Regions from separate parts of the Capra hircus genome. Here region 2 is linked to region 1. Evidence: chromatin contacts called from public Hi-C data. All regions are on one chromosome and are shown on one strand. The core of a region is the stretch at or near the end of the contact, and the rest is flanking DNA. Distances in the headings are between cores, read along the strand shown.

Evidence for each region. Hi-C and Micro-C count contacts between places; a contact is called where the count stands out from the background.
Region 2: a contact with region 1 is called in a Hi-C map of blood, with 5 times the contacts expected there. The contact joins two enhancer-like sites. A contact is called at or near these places in 4 of 5 Hi-C or Micro-C datasets (blood and liver).

The regions. Positions count from the first base shown.
Region 1 is chr29:6,586,175-6,591,900 of ARS1.2, reverse strand. The region is part of intron 8 of GRM5 (metabotropic glutamate receptor 5); the gene reads right to left. Among named protein-coding and RNA genes, the nearest start is that of CTSC, 220 kb to the left of the region's middle. Within about 2 kb of position 2,585, at least 1 of the 5 cell types and tissues checked has an H3K27ac peak or open chromatin away from gene starts, as enhancers often do.
Region 2 is chr29:6,856,840-6,862,637 of ARS1.2, reverse strand. No RefSeq gene overlaps it. Among named protein-coding and RNA genes, the nearest start is that of TRNAE-UUC, 15 kb to the left of the region's middle. Within about 2 kb of position 4,522, at least 1 of the 5 cell types and tissues checked has an H3K27ac peak or open chromatin away from gene starts, as enhancers often do.

The DNA of each region.
Region 1 (5,726 bases), core at 1,336-3,835:
TGGGTTGGAAAGATACCCTGGAGGGGAGGGTATGGCAACCCACTCCAATATTCTGCTTGGAAAATCCCATGGACAGAGGACCCTGGTGAGCTACTGTCCATAGGATGGCAAAGAGTTGGGCATGACTGAAGCAACTTAGCATACACACATGAACCCTAGAAGGTTGGAAGCCTGATCCCTTTTCAGCACTGATCTCAGTTGCAATTTACCCTTAGCAACTTGGTTTTCTCCATCTGGGGTCTGTAGGAGCCCACACCTCAGGGTATCTCTGTGGAAGCAGATTGCTCTAAAGCTGATGAAGGATCAAGGCCCCTCACATACAGCAATCCCTTGCAAGGCCCTATTCCTACTTGTGTATTCACAGTTTTCAAACTTTTTCTTAAATAGGGTTCTCCCTCCCCCCCTGCCCCCGGAATTGCATGAACTCTAAGTCTCACAAATACAGTGGAAGTAAAAAATAGATTCAAAGGATTAGATCTGATAGAGTACATCATGTAAAATGCCAGGCTGGATGAAGCATAAGCTAGAATCAAGATTGCTGGGAGAAATATCAATAACCTCAGATATACAGATGACACCACTCTTATGGCCTAAAGTGAAGAGGAACTAAAGCGTTTCTTGATGAAAGTGAAAGAGGAGAGTGAAAAAGTTGGCTTAAAACTCAACATTCAGAAAAGTAAGATCATGGCATCTGGTCCCATCACTTCATGGCAAATAGGTGGGGAAACAATGGAAACAGTGAGAGACTTTATTTTGGGGGGAGGCTCCAAAATCACTGCAGATGGTGACTGCAGCCATGAAATTAAAAGACGCTTTCTCCTTGGAAGAAAAGTTATGACCATTCTAGACAGCATATTAAAAAGCAGAGACATTACTGACAAAGGTCTGTCTAGTCAAAACTATGGGTTTTCCAGTAGTCATATATGGATGTGAGAGTTGTACTGTAAAGAAAGCTGAGTGCCATAGAATTGATGCTTTTGAACTGTGGTGTTGGAAAAGACTCTTGAGAGTCCCTTGGACTGCAAGGAGATCCAGCCAGTCAATCCCAAAGGAAATCAGTCCTAAATATTCATTGGAAGGACTGATGCTGAAGCGAAAATTCCAATACTTTGGCCACCTGATGCAAAGATCTGACTCATTTGAAAAGGCCCTGATGCTGGGAAAGGTTGAAAGCAGGAGGAGAAGGAGACAATAGAGGATGAACTGGTTGGATGGCATCATCAACTTGATGGACATGAGTTTGAACAAGGTCCAGGAGTTGGTGATGGACAAGGAGGCCTGGCGTGCTGTGGTCCATGGGGGCACAAAGAGTCGGACACGACTGAGCAACTGAACTGGAACCAAAGGCACATCTGTTCTTTTCACAGACACCTAGCATAAAGCCAGGCGTATAGGAGCAACTCAACAAATGCTTTTTTGCATGCAGGTAGCTGATTTACTTTGCTATATAGTACAAATGAATACATTTTAACTAAAAAACAAACAAACTCCTCCCTCTCACCCCTAAAAGACTTGCTGATGCTTTCTGAGTTATAATTTCTGTATTTGTAAAATGGAAATGTTGGAGATCAGGTGAAATTCTTGTGAAATTCTTGATCTTAGCAGGTGCATATTAATGTTACTCTATCTGTCATTCTAGTAACTTCTGTGTCCAGGCAGGTTTTCCCCAGACAAGTCTGATACGGAATACTTTGTCTTGTTTTCTCCACATGTTCTCCCAATACTTATGAAACCATTGACCCTTCTGCTGGGTATGACGTGTATCATCTCCACTAAATCTTATGGTTTAATAAATCTTTGATATTTAACACCATCCAGACCTGGTCCATGTGCTCCTGCACACTCTAAGTTAGGCAGCTATGATTTAGGCTGGATTTGAAAACGATCTGGAGACGGATGAGGGTCTCTTTATTGTATCTCAGCCTATCACCCTGTCAATCTTTGTTAGAACCTATTCTCCTCCTTCACACCCTCACTTCAAGTTATTAGTTTGCTCATTAGTCTATGATCAGTGTTTCTCATTCGTCTGTAAACTTCACGGAACCAAAGGCACATCTGTTCTTTTCACAGACACCTAGCATAAAGCCCGGCGTATAGGAGCAACTCCACAAATGCTTTTTCGCATGCAGGTAGCCGTGAAGATGGAAGAGGCAAGAACATGTGTCAGAGGTGAGGCCCTGCAATTTGTCCAAGCGTGGCTGTGTCTGCGCGGGCTCTCGCCCTCTGTTGTGCACAGACGTTCACTGGCTCTTCGCATCTCAGCAGAGTTCTTCTGTTTGCCACCCCCTTTCTTCCTTCGCCTTGGTTGTTCCCGTTTCACATCCGCACATAAAATATCCTTTTTTCTCTTCCTCTGGCTTCTATGGAGGAACACATACAGTGGTTCCAAATATTGCAAAAAAAAAAAAATCTTAGGTCCCGTTTCACTCAGGTTTAAAGATTAGTTGGTTTTTGACGAGACCAAGATGAAGTAGTGCTGGTCAGGGGAGGCTGGGGAGTTCCCAGCCACTGTAGGAATGTGGGCATGAGGATGGGAGAGGCACGCTTACCGCTTACCGTACAATTACGGCGGCAGAGTGCGGACAGCGCCCGCAGGGAGGGAGGCCGTCTCTCTGCAAGTCCTCGGCCGGCTGAAGGCGCTCTTTCGTGAGCTTCCAGAGAACCGTCTCTGCTCCGTGTCACCGCGCAAGATGCTAATCACAGGCCTATGGCCAGGGACTGAATGTCCACCTCCCTTCTTCCTCCCATTGCTTAATAGTATCATTTTAATAAAGCGAATTATGTTTCTTCTGGGTTTAGGATAATGTCTTATGGTTTATTACAATCACATGTAATTACAACAGAAGTATTTACTAATTTTGCCCTTTCTAAGCAGGTTCCTCATTGTTCATTGCCTAATATCACAAAAACTCTAATTGAGATTGTTCTAATTTCATAATGGTAGATAACAAAACATTACATAAAAACAACGCGATAAGGCCTTATCTGTAGAGTTTAGTCTCTTGTGTTTCTTAAGGACTTATGTACCACATACTGAACTAGGAGTTGCATGGTGATCTAGAAATTCAGACAGAATGTAATAAAATAATTTATGCTATTATACAGCATCATTATACTACGCATATAACATATATACACATACTGCACATACATGCATACAAATACACATATCTATATAATCATATACAAATACACATGGATAGACAGATATACAATATTTCTCCAAATTTTTCTAAATGCACTGGGTTTGTTTGCTTGAGATAGGCTATGAATGTATGTATGTACATATGAGCGTCTATGCTCAGTCATGTCCGATTCTTTGTGACCCCAAGGACTGGCAATTAAATGTACTGGCTTTGGAGTGAATCAGCATGGGTTGGGTTCCTAGCAATACCACTTACTTGCTATATGATTTCCTGTGATTTATATAGCTTTTCTTAAATTTCATCTTTGAATAATGAGCACAGGGTTCCTTAACTCACAACATTGATGTTTTACATTGGATTTTAGCATTTATTTTCACAAAGACACTATAAAGTTGGTACTGTTGTCATCCGCAGTTTACAGATAAAGAAACTGAGTCACAAAGTAGTTAAATGACTTGCTCAGAGGTCAGAGGGGGCAAAGTCAGACACATATCTGGGCTGTTGAACTGTAATGCTTGTACTCTAGAGCATTCAATTAAAGAAAAATAACTGAAATTGCCAAAGGGATGGCTACAAGAGAAAATAAACGCAATTAAAAGAATCAAGAAGAAGCCAAAGAATGAGAGGAAACAGATGTGCCAGGCACTGTTAGGAGTTTTTAGACATTGTCTCAAACATCCTTACAACCCTGGGGTGGGGTGGTGATGACCTTTTGAAAAAGAGAACTACAGTTCACAACTACAGCTGATGAAAGCTGATACTGGAATTCAATCTAGGTCCTTCTGATTATAAACAATATACTGAGACACGTCTTGTGCATCTAGGTACATAGCATGGTTCTGTAGCTGGCATTAGGAAAATACGCTTCACAGGCTCTGAGCTCAAGGAGCTTAGTGTCTAATGGGGATGACAGACATGGGTGCTGCAAGCAAGGAAACATTCACGGTGAAGGTAACAACACCCATCGTGTGGGTGGCTAGGATGGGAAAGATCCTAGAACTCAAATGGAAAATGTCATGGCGAACCTTGAACTTCACCTGGACCAAGAGGCTGAAGCTTGGCACATCACGCACAATCACTGTTTGTCGACTGCCTAAGTGATCAGGAGGGTTAAGAGAAAAGACATAGCTCTTTTCCAGTTACCTTCCTCCTCACACAGGACCTATTAGCTTTCCCCTTCCTCTCTAGAGAGAGGGCAGGAGGGGGGTGGTCCTGCAGGGGCATGCTCGCTGCCTTGCCAGTTAATGCCAGGTCAGGGACCACGTCTGTATCAGTGCCCTCAACAGTGACTGGAGCCTGGCAGGGCTGCATGAAGAAATGTGCTCGATGAATTAATAAGTGAATGACACACACACAAAGATGGATTCTTTCAGGGAAGACCTACAGAGATCAGAGAGGAGAGGGAAAAAAATCACAACCAGGATCCATACCATCATGTTATCCTTCCTTTGAGGTCTCTTCCTTCCCCTCTCTTCTCTAATTATTTCCTGTTCTGTGCCCCTGCAGTCCTCCTGCAAAGACTTAAACCTCCTCCAACCTCTGCTGACATTGTTGGCTTACATCCCTGGCTCTACTGAGAGGAGAGGCATTATCTAGAGGGAGGAAGCTATCGTATTCACCTTTATATGTCTAGTGCCTAAAATACCATCTAGCTCAGCAGACAACATGATGAATAATACATCCTCAGCACATAATGCCTATTTATTATTGCTGTTTGGGTAATAAGCAGCACTGAGCGGAGAAGGTTACAGTCCTGTGACTGACTTCTGTCCAAGTCTCCTCCTGCTAACTTGTTTTTGTTGCCTGATATACAACTTACATTTTTCCACCTTTTGTATTACTGACTCCCTTTAATTCACTACATTTTAATTTTGATTCCATGCTCCATAAAAGTGTGTATTGCCCCCTTGTGTCTCCATCAGTGGAACTGCCCACAAGCATCCCCTTTCAGGCCTTTCTGCCCCCTTCTGCAGGACTCTGCTGCCCTCTAGGGGGGCCTTGCTCACCGCATATGTCTCCAGACCCCGTTGGCTCTGCGATTGACCATCCAGTCCTTGGTTGGGATTGCTGCCCTCATAGCAGGGCTGCCAGACTCTGAGGCTCCTTTACCTGCTTCTGCAGCCCCCAGTTTATAAACCTGTGGCTGTACAGTGTAATGGGCTTAGGAATATGAGCCTGGGGCATAAGCAAGCAAGGAAGCTGTCAAAAATTGAATCCCATCCCAAGAGGAGCTTTTGAGGTGGCAGCCACTGGGTCCCCTTGCTCTTGGTACCAACAGGATCCTCAGCGATGAGCATCCCACCTGTATCTTGAAGAAGTGAAGTGAAGTGAAGTCACTTAGTCGTGTCCCAGTCTTTGCGACACCATGAACTGTAGCCTGTCAGGCTCCTCTGTCCATGGGATTCTCCAGGCAAGAATACTGGAGTGGGTTGCCATTTCCTTCTCCAGGGGATCTTCCCAACCGTGTATCGAACCCGGGTCTCCTGCATTGCAGGCACACTCCTTACTGGCTGAGCCACGAGGAAAGTATCTTGGTAGTCTGCATATTATGTCAAAGTTTATTCTCTGGGATCTAGTATC
Region 2 (5,798 bases), core at 3,273-5,772, 270 kb before region 1:
GGTAGATTCAGAACAACAAGAAATCATATCGTTTTTGTTTCTAGTAACCCAGGTATGTTTCATAATATTTAGGCTGCTTTTATAGGGCATGAAGGCATTGTTGTTCTGGTTGCAAGAAAAAGAAGTGCATCTTCTCCCTCCTTGGCAATAAGCCTATATTTTAGAGGGGGCTGTGATCAGATCACTTCCCCTGACTACTTCCAGATGTTATTATGTAGAATATTAACATAATCTCTAGATGTCCTCCAAATATATCCCAAACCTTCACGCTTCAGAATGTCTGTGTAGTTATCAGAGCTCAACATGAGGTTACATGGCAATTATTCCCCACAGAGTCACTGCCAAGACCCAGAAATAAAGCATGACTAAGGCACTTTAGTGAGGCAAGGTGGAAAGGTTTATTAGCTTCGACAAAAGAAATATGGAGATACTAGTGTATTTGCTCTTTGTTAGATTTTTAGTCATGTTTGGAACAAGTCATCTCAGAGTATCTTTGATTATCATAAAGACATAAAGAATCAAGATTGCCGGGAGAAATATCAATAACCTCAGATATGTAGATGACACCAGCCTTATGGCAGAAAGTGAAGAGGAGCTAAAGAGCCTCTTGATGAAAGTGAAAGAGGAGAGTGAAAAAGTTGGCTTAAAGCTCAACATTCAGAAAACGAAGATCATGGCATCCGGTTCCATCACTTCATGGGAAATAGATGTGGAAACAGTGGAAACAGTGTCAGACTTTATTTTTGGGGGCTCCAAAATCACTGCAGATGGTGATTGCAGCCATGAAATTAAAAGACACTTACTCCTTGGAAAAAAAGTTATGACCAACCTAGATAGTATATGCAAAAGCAGAGACATTACTTTGCCGACTAAGGTCCGTCTCGTCAAGGCTATGGTTTTCCAGTGGTCATGTATGGATGTGAGAGTTGGACTGTGAAGAAAGCTGAGTGCCGAAGAATTGATGCTTTTGAACTGTGGTGTTGGAGAAGACTCTTGAGAGTCCCTTGGACTGCAAGGAGATCCAACCAGTCCATTCTGAAGGAGATCAGCCCTGGGAATTCTTTGAAAGGAATGACGCTAAAGCTGAAGCTCCAGTACTTTGGCCACCTCATGAGAAGAGTTGACTCATTGGAAAAGACTCTGATGCTGGGAGGGATTGGGGGCAGGAGGAATAGGGGACGACCGAGGTGAGATGGCTGGATGGCATCACTGACTGGATGGATGTGAGTCTGAGTGAACTCCGGGAGATGGTGATGAACAGGGAGGCCTGGCGTGCTGCGATTCATGGGGTCGCAAAGAGTCGGACACGACTGAGCAACTGAACTGAACTGACTGTAGAAGGTCTTCTTCTTTGCTCTTATTTACTGATGTCCAGTGAGTAGCTCAGCTGGTAAAGAATCCACCTGCAATTCAGGGGACTCCAGTTAGACTTCTGGGTCAGGAAGGTCCCCTGGAGAAGGGATAGGTTACCCACTCCAGTATTTTTGGGCTGCCCTGGTGGGTTGACTGGTAAAGAATCCACCTGCAATGCCAGAGACCTGGGTCCAATGCCTGGGTAGGGAAGATTCCCCTGGAGAAGGGAAAGGCTATCCACTCCAGTATTTCGCCCTGGAGAATTCCATGAATTCCAGAATATATAGTCCATGGGGTCACAAAGAGTTGGATACGACTGAGTGACTTTCACTTTCAGCAAAACAAAAGAATTCTGTTTTCCCTTCATATTCAAGGACATGATGTAACAGTGTGATTTTTTAAAGTTTATTTCACTTTTTTCTCTCCAAAACCATATTTGGATTTAAGCACAGATGAACTTAAACAATAATTTGAAGATTTATAATTAGCAGGTAGGACTATTCATATTATAAAACTAGCAAATATTCTTTGAACATCAACTTTGCACCAACAGTTGTGTTAAATATAGAAAATGTATCATCTGAGTCCGACATTTTCTTAGAATGTAGAAGGTAGGGGAGAATGTGTGTGAAGCAAGGTGGAGAGGTTTATTACCCACAACAACGGAACCTGTGAGCTTTCTGTAAATCCATGAGAGAAACAGCAGGGGTGTGAGGGGGTGGATATGGAGATCTTTGTGCACAGCATTTAAAGATTAATCAAAATTCCATCTACTTCCTTCCTTAAAATGAAACAAAACAATTTTGACTGCACTGTATGTTCATTGAGGTGCCCAGGCTCCCTGATGCGGTGCGTGGGCTTAGTTACCAAAATTTAGACCATGTTTCAACTCACCCTGGGGCTTCCCTGATGACTCGGTGGTAAAGAATCCGTCTGCCAATGCAGGAGACGTGGGTTTGATCCCTGGGCTGGGAAGTTCCCCTGGAGAAGGAAGTGGCAACACACTGTGATATTCCTGCCTGGGAAATCCCCTGGACAGAGGAGCTGGGCCAATGATAGTCCCTGATGTCGCAAAGAATTGGACACTACTCAGCAACCAACGAACTATAACAACCCCTAGGGAAAATGGAGTTGACATGAACATCAAGGAATACTACCCCCAGACTACTCCTCCCCCAGTGAATATTCCGCCCCTTCATTTCTGTGCCCCTCATAAGTGCTTGCCAAAGCAACCCAGGGCGGTAGATAACGCTTGTCTCCCTGCGCTCGCTCTCCAAGAGCATTGCTGTTGCTGCTGCTGCTAAGTCGCTTCAGTCGTGTCCGACTCTGTGCGACCCCATAGATGGCAGCCCACCAGGCTCCCCCGTCCCTGGGATTCTCCAGGCAAGAACACTGGAGTGGGTTGCCATGTCCTTCCCCAATGCATGAAAGTGAAAAGTGAAAGTGAAGTCGCTCAGTCGTGTCTGACCCTCAGCGACCCCATGGACTGCAGCCTACCAGGCTCCTCCGTCCATGGGATTTTCCAGGCAAGAGTACTGGAGTGGGGTGCCATTGCCTTCTCCGCTCCAAGAGCACTATCCTTGTTTAAATAAACTTTCACTTTACTTTCTTGACCTTTCTGCTTCCCTCTGAATTCTTTCACAGCAAAGAAAGAACCTTAAATTCACCGGCAACAGCTAGATCATATCATCATGTTTCATTGAAATTTATATATTGGACTGTTGTTTCCTTTTATTCCACACCAAGCCACCTCAGAGGCCCTTGATTATTGGACAAGCATTGGTTTATAAGGCTGCCCTTTTGACTCCTCCCTCATCAACTCCTGTTCCCCCTTCTTTACAAAAACTGACATACAGTGATAGGGAACAATACGCACAAGATTGAAACAACACAGAATTTAAATTATCTGATTAATTGAAAGACAGTGAATTAGAGCTATTGGTTTTTGACATAGAAGAGACAGGCTATGTTCCTGTCTCATAACAAAGACCCCATTTGGAAGTCCCAAAGATTAAATGATATGTGGATATGGGTTAGAGGATGGTGAATTACAGGGAGTCCTGGCAAAATTAATTTTCTAGGAAAAAAGAACATAGCTGATCCTAATTTATGGACCAGGACACACTCATTTATGGGCATGTTTGTAGACAACCAAGCCTATACCTTTTTTATAGTACTAGATCCATCATGGGTAGGATAATTACCTTCACAAATAGTGTAAAAGTACCAATGGTAAGGAAAGCATAAATAATTCTCCAAGTCATTATTTGGCTAAGAGGGGTGTATAATTTTAGTCAGGTACCATTAAAGGAAGAATTATTATCTTAGTGCCTGAAACACTGCATTTCAGAAAATATACGTTGACAAGAATGGGGCAAAATAGAGAACAGGCTCATGTCTAAAGTTGTGGGCTCAAGTATTGGTTCTTACAAGTACTGTGAGCCAGCTTTTGGTGTCATAGAACCTGTTATTATGCCTATAAAATAGACTGCTAAAACCTGTCTTTTTTTTTTAACTTTTTATTTTTACTTTATTTTACTTTATAATACTGTATTGGTTTTGCCATACATTGACATGAATCCACCACGGGTGTACGTGCGATCCCAAACACGAACCCCCCTCCCACCTCCCTCCCCACAACATCCCTCCGGGTCATCCCCGTGCACCAGCCCCAAGCACGCTGTATCCTGTCTTCCCTCTCTGAGAGGTTATTTTGCTTTGCCTGGTGGCTCTGGTGGTAAAGACTTTGCCTGCATTGCAGGAGACCTGGGATCGATCCCTGGGTTGGGAAGATCCCCTGGAGGAGGAAGAGGCTGCCTATTCCAGTATTCTGGCCTGGAGAATTCCATGAACAGAAGAGCCTAGTGTACAGTCCACAGGGTCACAAAGAGCTGGACGTAACTAAACCGACCTAGCACACACGCGTATGAACAGTGCACTTCCATTCAAAAAGTAGTTATTTTACTATTATAACTCCTTGGACAGGCACAGTGACTCATATCAGGTTAACATAATGATTCATTTTTGACATGTAAATGGTCATTAAGCGTTTTAAATCCTTTTTTAACACAGGAGATTTGAAGATCAGCTTTTGAGGCCAGAGTTTTGGGCAGAGACCAAGATAATTCAGCTGCCAGCTGCAAAGTAACACAGCCAAGTGCCAGAAACACTATTCATTTTTGCATGGGAAAATATTTCTGCCAAACCAAGTCTTCGGGGTTTTTATAGTTCTTTCTCATATGTCCCAATGAAAATGTTATTTTTCCTATCTCGTTTTTGAATGGGGCTGTCAGGATAACAAGTGTCAACTGTTTTCCAGGCCTGGTAAATTGATCCAGCTAAACTGAATTTAAGGAGGATGAGTATTTTAGGAAATCCCGTGAGTTATGTCTCGAGGATAATGATGACACATTAAAATAAGCACAGGTGTTTGGCCTCCAGTTTATAGTTGGCTTATCAGGTCTGCTTCTGATAGACAACTTCATAGACAGCTCTCAGCCAAACATTCCAGAACTGGTATCAGCACCTTCTGGGGACAACAATTAGGTAAATATTTAACAACCAATCATGTTATAACTCCTGGAGAAGGAAATGGCAACCCGCTCCAGTGTTCTTGCCTATAGAATCCCATGGACAGAGGACCCTGCTGGGCTGCTGTCTATAGCGTTGCAGAGAGGCAGACACAACTGAAGCAACTTATCATGCATCATGCATTGGAGAAGGAAATGGCAACCCGCTCAAGTGTTATTTCCTGGAGAATCCCAGGGACAGAGGAGCCTGGTGGGCTGCCACCTATGGGGCTGCACAGAGTTGGACACGACTGAGGCAACTTAGCAGCAGCAGCAGCATGCTATCAGGAAGTGCCATTTTCACTTTCAGCCCATGGGGCCGGAGTAGAACAAGAGGGAGATTAAAAAGCAGACAATAACATTGCTGAATTCCAAGCAACTATAATGGAATACGGTCTGGGGAGGAATTAGAGTTTGACCTGTTGCGTGCAGGTCCTTGCCTTTGACCACACAGGAACATTTTCCTGTCCTCATACTACCATCCTGTGGGCTGGCAGAGACCCTGAGAGATGAGTCACTCGGACAGTTAGGGCTGAGTTTCTGAGAACTGTCATGAAAGTTTTAATAGACAAAAATGCCTGAAAGTTATATGACTGGACTTTGTCATCTGATAGAAAATACCTTCAAGGAATTCAGGCTTCTAAAAAAGTTATGTTTTAAAGAAAAATTGATGGCAATTACCACGGACAGACACAACTGTTTTGACTTTACATCTGTGGTGTTTGAGACACCACACCAAACCACTATAATTCTATTTAGGAGTTTCAAATAGAAAGCTATTTTCCTCATAGTATCTGTCCCTCAAATACTGTGTATCCCTGCCAGCCAAGAAGATTCTGCTGAGTTTAAATTTCTGTAGCCTGCGTTATGAAAACC